Regions from separate parts of the Mus musculus genome. Here all the other regions are linked to region 1. A link is a contact called in public Hi-C data. All regions are on one chromosome and are shown on one strand. Each heading gives the region's core, a stretch centred on a gene start, on an enhancer-like site or on the middle of the called end of the contact. The rest is flanking DNA. Distances are from core to core; before and after follow the strand shown. Region 1 overlaps Map3k20 (mitogen-activated protein kinase kinase kinase 20). Region 2 has its middle 4.4 kb from the start of Gm39850. Region 3 has its middle 46 kb from the start of Gm39850.

Evidence for each region. A called contact is a pair of places that touch in the nucleus more often than the background predicts.
Region 2: a contact with region 1 is called in a Hi-C map of pre-B cells, with 2.3 times the contacts expected there. The contact joins two enhancer-like sites. A contact is called at or near these places in 1 of 484 Hi-C or Micro-C datasets (pre-B cells) and 1 of 115 datasets of contacts at active chromatin or transcription factors (pancreatic cancer cells).
Region 3: a contact with region 1 is called in a Hi-C map of pre-B cells, with 4 times the contacts expected there. The contact joins two enhancer-like sites.

Annotation. Positions count from the first base shown.
Region 1 is chr2:72,397,804-72,401,500 of GRCm38.p6, reverse strand. It overlaps Map3k20 (mitogen-activated protein kinase kinase kinase 20), which reads right to left. Exons shown (of 20, transcript NM_023057.5): 11 at 3,076-3,211. Among named protein-coding and RNA genes, the nearest start is that of Gm52556, 48 kb to the right of the region's middle. Within about 2 kb of position 1,615, at least 44 of the 459 cell types and tissues checked have an H3K27ac peak or open chromatin away from gene starts, as enhancers often do. A contact at or near this core is called in pre-B cells, where this site is marked.
Region 2 is chr2:73,002,945-73,006,257 of GRCm38.p6, reverse strand. No RefSeq gene overlaps it. Among named protein-coding and RNA genes, the nearest start is that of Gm39850, 4.4 kb to the left of the region's middle. Within about 2 kb of position 1,652, at least 275 of the 459 cell types and tissues checked have an H3K27ac peak or open chromatin away from gene starts, as enhancers often do. A contact at or near this core is called in pre-B cells, where this site is marked.
Region 3 is chr2:73,052,784-73,056,569 of GRCm38.p6, reverse strand. No RefSeq gene overlaps it. Among named protein-coding and RNA genes, the nearest start is that of Gm39850, 46 kb to the right of the region's middle. Within about 2 kb of position 2,344, at least 117 of the 459 cell types and tissues checked have an H3K27ac peak or open chromatin away from gene starts, as enhancers often do. A contact at or near this core is called in pre-B cells, where this site is marked.

The DNA of each region.
Region 1 (3,697 bases), core at 366-2,865:
GCAGCTGGGGAATGTGGTTGACCCTACCTCTTTCTCTGGGACAGTGCTTTGAGCACACTCTGAAGAGGACGTTACTTGCTTCCATTTATTACTGACTCGGGCCAGATCCAGCACTGTTTAATTTATTCATGTTATTATATAATTCACTTGGGAGTAAATTCGAGATCCCGTCTTTAACTCAGTTATGGTGAACCTGTGGAGACTGTGGGAGACTGCTCTTAGCCTGTCTCCTTTGCTGCAGCCACCGACACCAAGTCTCCTTCCAGTGAGACTTGCCTACGAGGTCTTTCTCATGTTGTCGCAGTGGTAATAACTCTCAGATGAACTCTACACTCTGGGTGTGAAGGCACAGTGTAGTTCCTAGGTTTTTTTAAATCTTAAGATTAAAAATTCCCCATATCTATTATTGTGGCAGGCACACGCATGCCATGGGCGTGTAACTTTTGGGAACTGGTTCTCTCCTGCCTCGTTAGGTTTTTGGCACTGGGGTGATCAGGGTTGTTTGGCAAGTGCTTCTAGTGACACAACCATCTTGATGGCCCAATTTTCTAATTTAACTTACTGATGGAGATAAGTTTTCATTTCATTTTGTTTTTATTTGAGACAGGGTTTCTTTATGTAGGCCAGGCTGTCCCGGAACTTGTTCTGCAGACCAAGCTGACCTCGAACTCTGAGATCCTGCTGCCTCTGCCTCCCTAGTGCTGGGATTAAAGGCGCGCGCCACCACTGCTTGGCGGAGATAAATTCTCAAAAGCCAGAACTTTCTATTAGAGGAGAATTTTGGCACTTTGGGCTCAGAATCAAGGTCCTGTGGTCCACCTGGCCAGTCTCAGATCCTTACTGGTGGGGCAGGGCCTCACTCCCTAAGGCTCCATTCACTCCCTTTCCACATTCTCAAATTGGTTTTTCAATGGACAGAAACCCTTTGTTGCTTATTTATTTTATTATTGCCAAGGTCTTTTCTCACATTATGTTAGGGTCTAAAGAGATCCATAAATATTTCTTAAATAAGAGTTTATCTCTAACTTTTTTTTTTACAGCAAGCCACAGCAATAATTAGAAATAAGCTTTATTTCTATTTATGCACAGAGAACTCATCTTTCCAAGTGTCTTTAATATTTCGGTTTTCGGAAGGAAAATAGGACCCCTGAAATCAATCTGATAGTATTCTTATGTATTGTGTAAAAGTTAGACTGTTATATTTAAGATGAAGCTACCTATAAAAAAAAAAAGCCTCGTTTGCCCCCTTTAAAAAGATTTTTTTTTCTTTCAGCAGTCTAGTTATAAACCACCTAGAGATTAAAGTGAGGATGAAAGAAAACAGCTACTAATAAAATACCCGAGCACAAACTCCTTTTCCTTAGAAGTACCAGCTCTAGGCAGAGGAGACATTGAAAGCAAGTGTTATAAACAAAAAGCCTTGGGCCTCACAAGTAAAAAGGGAGGGGCCCTCGCAGGGACTGCATCATGCTGTCCCCAGTTAGCTGGTGGCTTGCGAAGCACTTCCCCCAAACCAAGGCTTCTGGGGTTAAAACACAAGCGCACAACCTACCAAGCACCTGTCGCGTATTATCCTTTGTCATACAACTGTGTTACCAGCAGCAATAATATGTGTAAGGCAGCCCATAATTTCTTAGCAAGACTGACGCCAGTAAACCAAGGCGAGGTTCTTAGGCATACTCTAATAAGCGGTTGAAAGTTTTCTTGACAATAAGACATTTAGAAAGAGTCGAGCCATGCAGTGCTTTACAGTTAAGGTTTCAATGCACATAAAAAGCATAACAACACAGCTTCCTAGCCTTCAGCAGATGGGCCGTGGGGACAGGGCTGTGCTCTGTAGCTCCCACCTGCCTGCTGGCACCAGCTCAGCCTGAACAGGAAGCTGCCCCCCCCCTTTACCCCTTCTTTGAGAATCTGGTTCAATTCACAGGACTTGCTGACAAAAATGAGGTACCCTTATAATATCTCATGCCAGTCCTATGTATAGCAACTCAGTCCTTATCTCGGCATTCCTGGGATTTACCAAAGACATTTTTGAAAAGGGTAAACGTGTAGCATTTAAATGCACTTTCCTTTTTGGGGGTGAGGGGGTGCCAGATTGTGTCTCCACAATTGGAATTGGAAATGGAGACGGACTCTCCTGTTCTTTAGATATTGGAAGACATTTTGCAGCCGCTCAGTGGAGGTTAAGACTTGTCTAGATAGGTCTTTGAGGAACACACAATGAAGGGTGTTCAGTGTTTTCTCTCTCTCTTTTTTTCTTGGTCTATTTGTCGATAACTTTATTTTGAATCTCTTGCTTCTTGTAATTTTAAGCGGACAGTTCTCGTCCACTGAAAATCCTAGAAAACCAATCCTAAGCTTTTACTTGATCCCTAAAAGTCACTCTGTTTTAAATCTCAAGGATGATGGAATGAGATGCATGATTTAACACTAAGTTCAAGCTCAAGGCTAACGCATGAGTGGCCAGTGCTGCTCCATACTTGGGAAGGAACAAGGATCTTCCCAGAGGTAGAGCAAGTGGGTTGCCTGTCCCAGGAGAGGCCTTCTCCCCATTTGATGCTTCTCCTACTCATGGCACTAAATCCATAAGGAATATTAATGCCTGCCATGTCTATGTCAGCAGGCCAGTTCAATCTTAGAAAATGTGCTTAAGTTCTGACACACCCAAGGCATTCCTTGCAATGAGTTATTAATTACTGGTAGCATCTAAGGGCATTCATTCCCTCAGTGTTCTTAGGGCTTAACGGATGGTCTAAACATATTAGACTTTACTCTTGTAATTTTAACATACAAATAAATGCAGTTCTTAAGGAAATAATAGTTTCTAAGGAAAGATACAGAGGAGGCATTTTCTTTTAAATAGGTTTTTCCCCCCTTTTAAATCTCTGGCATTTGGTGTTTCATACTTATTACTACCAATGAAGGCCTTTAGTTCTCAGGAGCAGGGCAGGGCAGGGCAGGGCAGGGCAGGGCAGGGCAGGGCAGGGCAGGGTTGGGGGTGGGGAGGAGCGTGGTCATGCTGTCCCGTGCTCAGCGTGCATGCTGCGGGAAGCCACTAGGTGGCGTACTCACCGGGGTGTTGGATTGCTCCGTCAGCTTCTGCTCCCACATCTTGAGACGTCTCTCCCGTTCTTTGAGCTCCTGCTCTTTAAAGCTGAGATCTCGCTCTAGTTTCTTCAGTCGCTCAAGGGTTGCCTCAATTTCACACCTGCAGAGAGAGAGAATTCAGTGAGTCTCCACTACTGCCCGGCCCGTGGGTGCTCAGTGGATCCATTGGAGGACTAACCAGATACAAAGCTAAGGTGTGGGCTTTGAAATTGGCCAGGAACCGGCCAGAGCAGCGGGACTCTTTCTTATCCTTCAAAACCAACAGGTGGTTCCTAGTTGGGAAAAACCAACTCAGAGCATTTTAACAAAGCACTGAAGAGCGACCTAGCGACCATTTTTCTCCCAAAACAGCCCCAAGAAATGGGTACTGGTCTGTACTGTGGATGGGAAAATGACACCAGGTTGTATATACACAGGGTGAACTACGGGGCTGACACTCTTGCCCACTGAGTGGCTCAGTGAGGCTCCTTAACCTGGGATTTCTTTGGCTGAAGGGATGTCAGTTTAAGATGCCAGGGCTCTACAATGTGCTTCATCCTGAGAATCCCTGGGCCTGCTTACTGAAAACAATAAAACACAAATGGCC
Region 2 (3,313 bases), core at 403-2,902, 600 kb before region 1:
CATGCCTCTCTGCTTTTTCTGCTCCTCCATGCTGTGCCTCACATGCTGTGCAAACTCCATCCCCTCCTCCCTCCCCCCTGTATTCCCCTCACGGACACCAGCAGTTCCCCCTCTGCCCTGAGCCAGGGAGAGGACTCCTTGTCTGTCTCTCACCAGTGTGGATGAGGGCTAGGAGCCTGACTTTGCCATCTGGCCCACTTTCAGGTTTTCATGGGGCCAGGCCTAGGTACAACTAGAGCCCGTTTTATATTTCATGTTTTTCTGGTTTCAAAAGAGAAAGAAAGAAAGAGAGAGAGAGAGAGAGAGAGAGAGAGAGAGAGAGAGAGAGAGAGAGAGGCAAGAAACCCTCTGCAGCAGGAATATTGTTCCAGGCAGGGTGTTTCCTGTCAGTTGCTCCAGTGGGAGGATCTGCCTTTAGGGCATTTCTGCTGGTAACCACAATCTGCAATCCTTCTGACAGGTTTTAAAGTCCTAACACAGCCAGTACTTCATGGGGAGTGTCTGACTCTTGACTAGTAGATAAGGCTGGAGATACAGTACAGACTTTATTCTTTTTTGTTGCTATTTTGTTTTTGTTTTTTGTTTTTTCCAGACAGGGTTTCTCTGTGTAGCCCTGGATGTCCTGGAACTCACTTTGTAGCCCAAGCTGGCCTCAAACTCAGAAATCTGCCTGCCTCTGCCTCCCAAGTGCTTTATTCTTAATGGTGGGAGGCACCCACATCTGCTCCTGCCGAGGAGTGCTGTTTGTTTGGATGCTGGAGAGAGAGAGGTGACGACCAGCACAGACCCGGCCTGACGCCTGATGTGTTGTGTTTGGTGTTGGGGTCCAACAGGTTGAACCTCTGCTGATTATCTGCCATCCTCTCTCATACTGGGTCTTTGCCAGGATTTCTTCTGGAAAAAAGCAAAAGAAACACATTCAAAAGTCTAGGTATCAAAACCGGGCAGTGGTCTGTCTTTGCCTTTAACCCAAGCACTTGGGAGGAAGAGGCAGCCTGATTTCTGAGTTTGAGGACAGCCTGGTCTACATTGTGGGTGAGCCCCAGGACAGCCAGGGCCACATAGAGAGACCTTGTTTCCAAGTCCACCACCCCACCCCCCAAAAAAGGTCAAGGTAATAGAAGTTTACTAAATCGGAGGCACAGGGTTATATGAATGGGGAGGGTTTTCTTCACACACACACACACACACACATACCCCGCTTAAAGAAAAACAAAACCAACCCCCAAATAAAACCGCTCACTCCTCTAGGGCTGGACAATATCCATGTTGCACATCTGCATCAATCTTGTGATGGACAAAGACCTGATATTTGGAAGCTCAGGTATCAGAGAGCAACGCCAGGGGAACCCAGAGATATTCAGCCACCTGAATGTAGACCAGTGGTACCTTCCTGTTGGGTATCCCTGATGGGGCACCTAACCAGGCAGCTCCCATGCCTTCAGGAGAAGGCCCGACTTTGAAAGTCTCACATTAGCAGTAAGAACATTCTTTCCCACAGAAACTTTGAGACATCTGGGGAGAGAGGCAAACAGAAAGAAGGGTGGAGGCAGGGAGACCTCTTCTCATGGACTAAGCCAAGGGTGCAAGAGCCGCATATCCCTGCCAGAGGAAGGCAGGCAGATGGCCAAGAAGCACTGACTAAGAACTAGGCAGTGGGGGCAGGCCCTTCCCCCTGCCCTTCCCCCTGCACAGCCACAGGCCTCGGAGTGCTGGTGTGGAAGGGGGAGTCCACCAGTTGCCTAAGTAACCAGGGATGTCTGGAGGGGGGGTGGGCAGAGTACCTCTGAGCTCCGTGTTTGCTTATTATTTCTCAACTGCACAGTGAGCATTTGGGGGGTCTGAAGGGATCGTGGGGGGTTGAGACTCTTAGGAGTTCCCCCTCCCACTCTACCCCACCCCAGCGGAGTCTTGGCCTTCCTGTGACCAGGAATAGATTACATCACACACCAGCAGCTGTGTGCCTCTCAAGCGCCTTAGGGCGCGCGCGCGAACACACACACACACACACACACACACACACACACACACACACACACACACAAATCATATTTGTTCTTGTCCCCTTTCAGCATAGACGTGACTTAAATTTTTCAATTGTCCTCTGCTGTACGGAAAGCGCGCATGTTCTCTTCCCAAAGTCTCTGCAACGCAGTTCCTGGGGCGACAGGGTCCTGCAATAGTTGTTTTCCTCTCTCTCACTCTGAAGCTTCATGGCACTTATATGTCAACTCCCAGAGCCTGGGAGGCCAGGTCCTCGGGCAGCAGCGAGAAGGTGACTTTATGCCTATCTACAAGCTGTGTACAGTCCCTATGTACAGAAGGGGAGGGGGGCTTAGCGCCTGCTTCACCACTTGGCACCTCCTCTGTTTTCAACCCCTTTCCTTCCTCCACCTAGCTGCGTTCCCCAGGCGCCTGACTCTATTTCCTGGCTCCCAGATATCTTTCGTGTGAGAACAGACAGAGGAATCTCCTGGGGTGCGTTTGGAAGGAAGGGAGTAAGCTGGGGTTTGGATAGCTTCCACTAGCAGAATCTACAGCGGTGGTTCTTAACCCGGCCGTACAATAGAATCATCTGGGAAGTGTTCAGAAAAATTTTTTAAAAAATTAAAAATTATTATTATTATTTTTAAATTGCACCGCTCGGCCCAGGCTCGGGGATTTCTGTTTAACAGGCCGGAACAAAGGTTTGTTTTTGTTTGAAAAGAGTTTTTCCTCTCTCAAAGGTATTTTCAAAAAACAATTCCCTGATGTCTCTGAGATGCCAACCACTGACTTCAAGGTGGGCAGAAGCATGGCAAAGACCCTGTGAGCCACACCGACACCCCGAGTGTGGTTTATCTGGTGGAAGCCTCTCAGGGCCAGGCAAGCAGCTGTGCTGGTCGGTGGAGCCCACTCTCTTGTGTGCCAGATGTGCCCTCTAACTGGCTTTGAACTTAGGGGAGGTGGTTCTGGGTGACAGGAATCCAGTTGTGAGGCACCAATAGAGGAAGTTAGCCACAGAGAAATATGACTTCAGCGCCCTGGCGGCGTGGGGCGGGGTGAGAGAAGGGAGATGGTTGGTTGTTTTTCTGCACATCTAAAATAAAATTCAAGAGGAGGGGTAGCGCTGAGGCCAAAGAAGGGAAGAAACGGGAAGTAAAACTGCAGATAGAATTGTGAGCAAAAAGGAGAGGATCCAGAAGGACGCACAGCCCCCCCCCCCGCGGCCCCCCCCCCCCCGCTTCCTCTCTCCCCTCCCCACACACCTGTTTCTTTGAAAGCTTTAGTGGGTTGGCTTTTAACTGAATCAATTACAAGTAGCCCTCCCTAG
Region 3 (3,786 bases), core at 1,095-3,594, 650 kb before region 1:
TGAAATGTGTCAATTCTATTTTTAAAAAGGTTCAGTGACCTATTTCTGTAATTCTCATAGACACTGAACGAACATCAGGGTCTATCTATGTAGGCTCAGCTCTGCCACTCACTGAAAAGTGACTCCTGCCAGGTGTCACCTAGAGAGGCACCATGCTGCTTCGAGGTGGAGAGGGGTAATGGCAGACTTTGGACTGTCAGGCGAGCCTGTAGAAGAGCAAACACACTATAGCTAAAGTAGACATTGCTTAAGAGCTGAACATTTCCTGGACAAAGAACCTAAGATGAGGACTGTTGAAAGAGGAACTACAGTGCGTGCTCTAAGACCTAGACAAACAGTCCGTTCCTCGGGAATCCAGGAAACGACAGTTCTGATGAAGCCATTCACAAAACCAACCTGCCGGGTGGGAAGGCAGGAGGGCGAGCACCCTTGAGTAGGTTCTGATGATATCGGTTCTGGAGGTGGGTGCTATTTACACAGAAGGGTCCCCTGGGATCGGATACAGGCAGTTGTGAGACACCCACTATTAGCACTGGAAAAGAGTTCAGATTCTCTGCCAAGGCAGTACATACCCTTAACGGCTCAGTCAAGGAAAGTGGATTTCTTTATAGAAGTGTGTTTTCTGAATGCACGGTAAAGAGTATGAGAAGCAAGCTTGCTTCCTACCTGAGTCAGCACACATGCGCCCATGCGTGGGGAACATCGCCTATGAGCTTGAAGATTCGTGTTTTTAAATTGTTAAAGATTTTGTTTTAGCCGGGCATGGTGGCGCGTGCCTTTAATCCCAGCACTTGGGAGGCAGAGGCAGGCAGTTTGAGGCCAGCCTGGTCTACAAAGTGAGTTCCAGGACAGCCAGGGCTACATAGAGAAACCCTGTCTAGAAAAGCAAAAAAAAAAAAAAACAAACAAACAAACAAAAAAACCTAGATGAAGGCTCACAGGATCAGGATATTAATGGTGTAAGACTGGTTGCAGAATTGGTGTGCATTTATTTAATGGCTGCTGGAAGGGGAGAGGGGCTGAGTAAGAGTAGACCTTGCAAGCCAAGTTAGGTTGGTCTCCTTTCCTGAGCCGTGAGTGTCTAGTTAGAAGTTCTCCAGTCTACCCCGGGCTGCTTATTCTGGTTCATGGCTGTTGCAATCCTGCCTGGACTCCTCCAGCCCTGTTTGGAAACAACTCCTGAGCCTGGAGCTAGGCAAGCCTCTCTCTACCTACCTCCTAGCCTAAGCCCCGTTCTAGCTTTTGTCAAATTATTTTCCTCTTTGCCCTGGGAGATCCCTGAGGTATCCAAGATATGGGATGGGACACCTGGATATCCATGAGAGCAGCTGCTTATTAAAGATTTATTTTTATTTATTTTATGTATATGATAACACTGTTGCTGTCTTCAGACACACCAGAAGAGGGCACTGGATCCCCATTACAGATGGTTGTGAGCCACCCTGTGGTTGCTGGGACTTGAGCTCAGGACCTCTTAAGAACAGTCAGTGCTTGTAACTGCTGAGCCATCTCTCCAGCCCGAGGGAGCACTTCTTAAGGACGTTGGTAGTAGTGCCGCAGATGCTCCAGGGTTTGGATCAGTAATAGAAAGAAACGGCAAGATGAAGGGAATCGGCGGACAGGGCTCACAATTAGCACTTTTGAGGCTCCGGGACCTGAACCCATGGATATGACCTACCTCCAATGGAAACACCCAGGGAAAAAAAATTCCAGAAGGCAGAACTCAAGGTCCCAGGATGCAAACATTAAGCTGAAACCCATGGACACAGCTCTGTGTAGGAATATCCTGTCATCCAGGCTCAGTATTTTGTAGATCTTCAGTTGCTCTCCAGGCCTCCTTGGCAGGCTGAGGGTTGCACCTACACCAAAACAGAAACTCCCAGACTTTCTTCTTCCTGGTCATTATCTCCTCAAGTAGAACACAACTATTGATGGAGCACTTACAGCGTATTGGGTAATATGAGTAATTGAGAGGCGATTTAAGGTGTATGGAAGGATGTGCTTGGCGTGTATGCAAACAGCATCTGATACATAGGATTTGAACCTCCACAGACTTTGGAATCCACTGGAACCAGTCTCTGCGGGAACACTAGACAGGAACAGGAGAAGGGTAGGAGGAGGGGTGAAGGTGAGGTCAAGGAGGCTGGCTTGCATGGAGGCACTGATCGCCTGGGTTAGTGGATACTGGGAAGTAGAAAGAAGTGGGAGGAGGGGAGGTGGCTGGATAAGAGAAACTAGGTAGCAGCAACTGATACAAATGGGGAGTGGCTAAGAAGAGGAAGTGTGGTCAGATGGAGAAGCCAGAACCACAGGAAACAATACCACGTGTGGGGAGGGCAGAAGCTTCGAAGGGGGCACGCCTGGCAAAAAGAGGAAGGCAGCCATTTGCAGCAGGGTCACGAAACCCAGGAGGAGGAGTGCTCCCCAGGCAGTTGTATGGGATCACAGATGTCCTAGGCCCTGTGCCCAGTACTATGCATGGATTATCTGAAGTGAATCACAGAACAACAGTATGCTCACCCATTTTACAGATGAGCCAGCTGGCACCCTGACTGGCTAAAGAACGTGTCCATGGTCACCAGGGAAGGAAGTAAGGAACAGGGAATCCAGACTCTCTTTTTTTTTTTTTTTTTTTTTTTTTTTTTTTTGGTTTTTCGAGACAGGGTTTCTCTGTGTAGCCCTGGCTGTCCTGGAACTCACTCTGTATACCAGGCTGGCATTGAACTCAGAAATCCACCTGCCTCTGCCTCCTGAGTGCTGGGTGTGCGCCACCACTGCCCGGTGGGATCCAGACTCTTAAGGGTAGATGGCATCTGAGGGAGAGGAAGGCTGCGAAACTGTCCAGAGAGATGGTTAATAGAAACAGGTGGTGCTTCTTAGTGGCTTCTTAGGGTCGGGGGTGATAGGTCAACAAAGTAAAAGCTGAGCGATGTATATCTGTATGTGTGAGGGGAGGTAGTATGGATACACACACACACACCATATACAACTTTGTACTCAGTATTCAACAAAAAAAGATTTTCTTTTTCTTTTCCTAATCTACACCCTTTTTCCAGAACCTAGCTGACTGTAGAGTTCCCAGGAGAAGAAATCAAAGAAAAAGACTTCTGCATCTCCTGTCTTAGCTACTTTTGCACTGTTATGAAGAAACACTATGACTGAGGCAACTTATAAAAGAACGAGTTTATTGGGGTTCACAGTCACAGAGCATTAGAGTCCATGGCCATCGTGGCGTGGAGCATGACAGTGGGCAGACAGGCATCGCACTGGAGCGGTAGCTGGGAGCTTCCATGCTGAGCTGCATGCAGGCAGAAGGCAGAAAGAGAGTGAGTGAGTGAGTGAGTGAGGCTAGGCTGAGGTGGGCTTCTGAAACCTCAAAGCCCACCCCCAATGACCTACGGCAAGGGCACAAGGATTTCTCCCAATCCTTCCCAAACAGTTCCACCAAACTAAGGACCAAGCATTCAAACACATGAGCCTGTGGAGGTCTCTATCATTCAAATCACCACGGCTTTCAAAGACCAGAACACAGAGAGGGTATCCTCGAGAGACCTGAAAACCGTTGAGGCTGGTGCTTTGCCCCAGATTTACTCCTCTCCTTCCTAGGTGTTTGATTGGCTGACTTTACAACCTCCCTGGAGGTCAATAGGTTCCTACCCTGCAGCCAGCCTCTGCCCCACAGTATCTGAGCTCCTGCTCTCTCTCTCCATTTCCCTGACAAGTCTCAGTTACATCCCAACCTGCTTCTACATTCTGTTTCAGCTTGCTGTCAGGATCCCGCCAGGA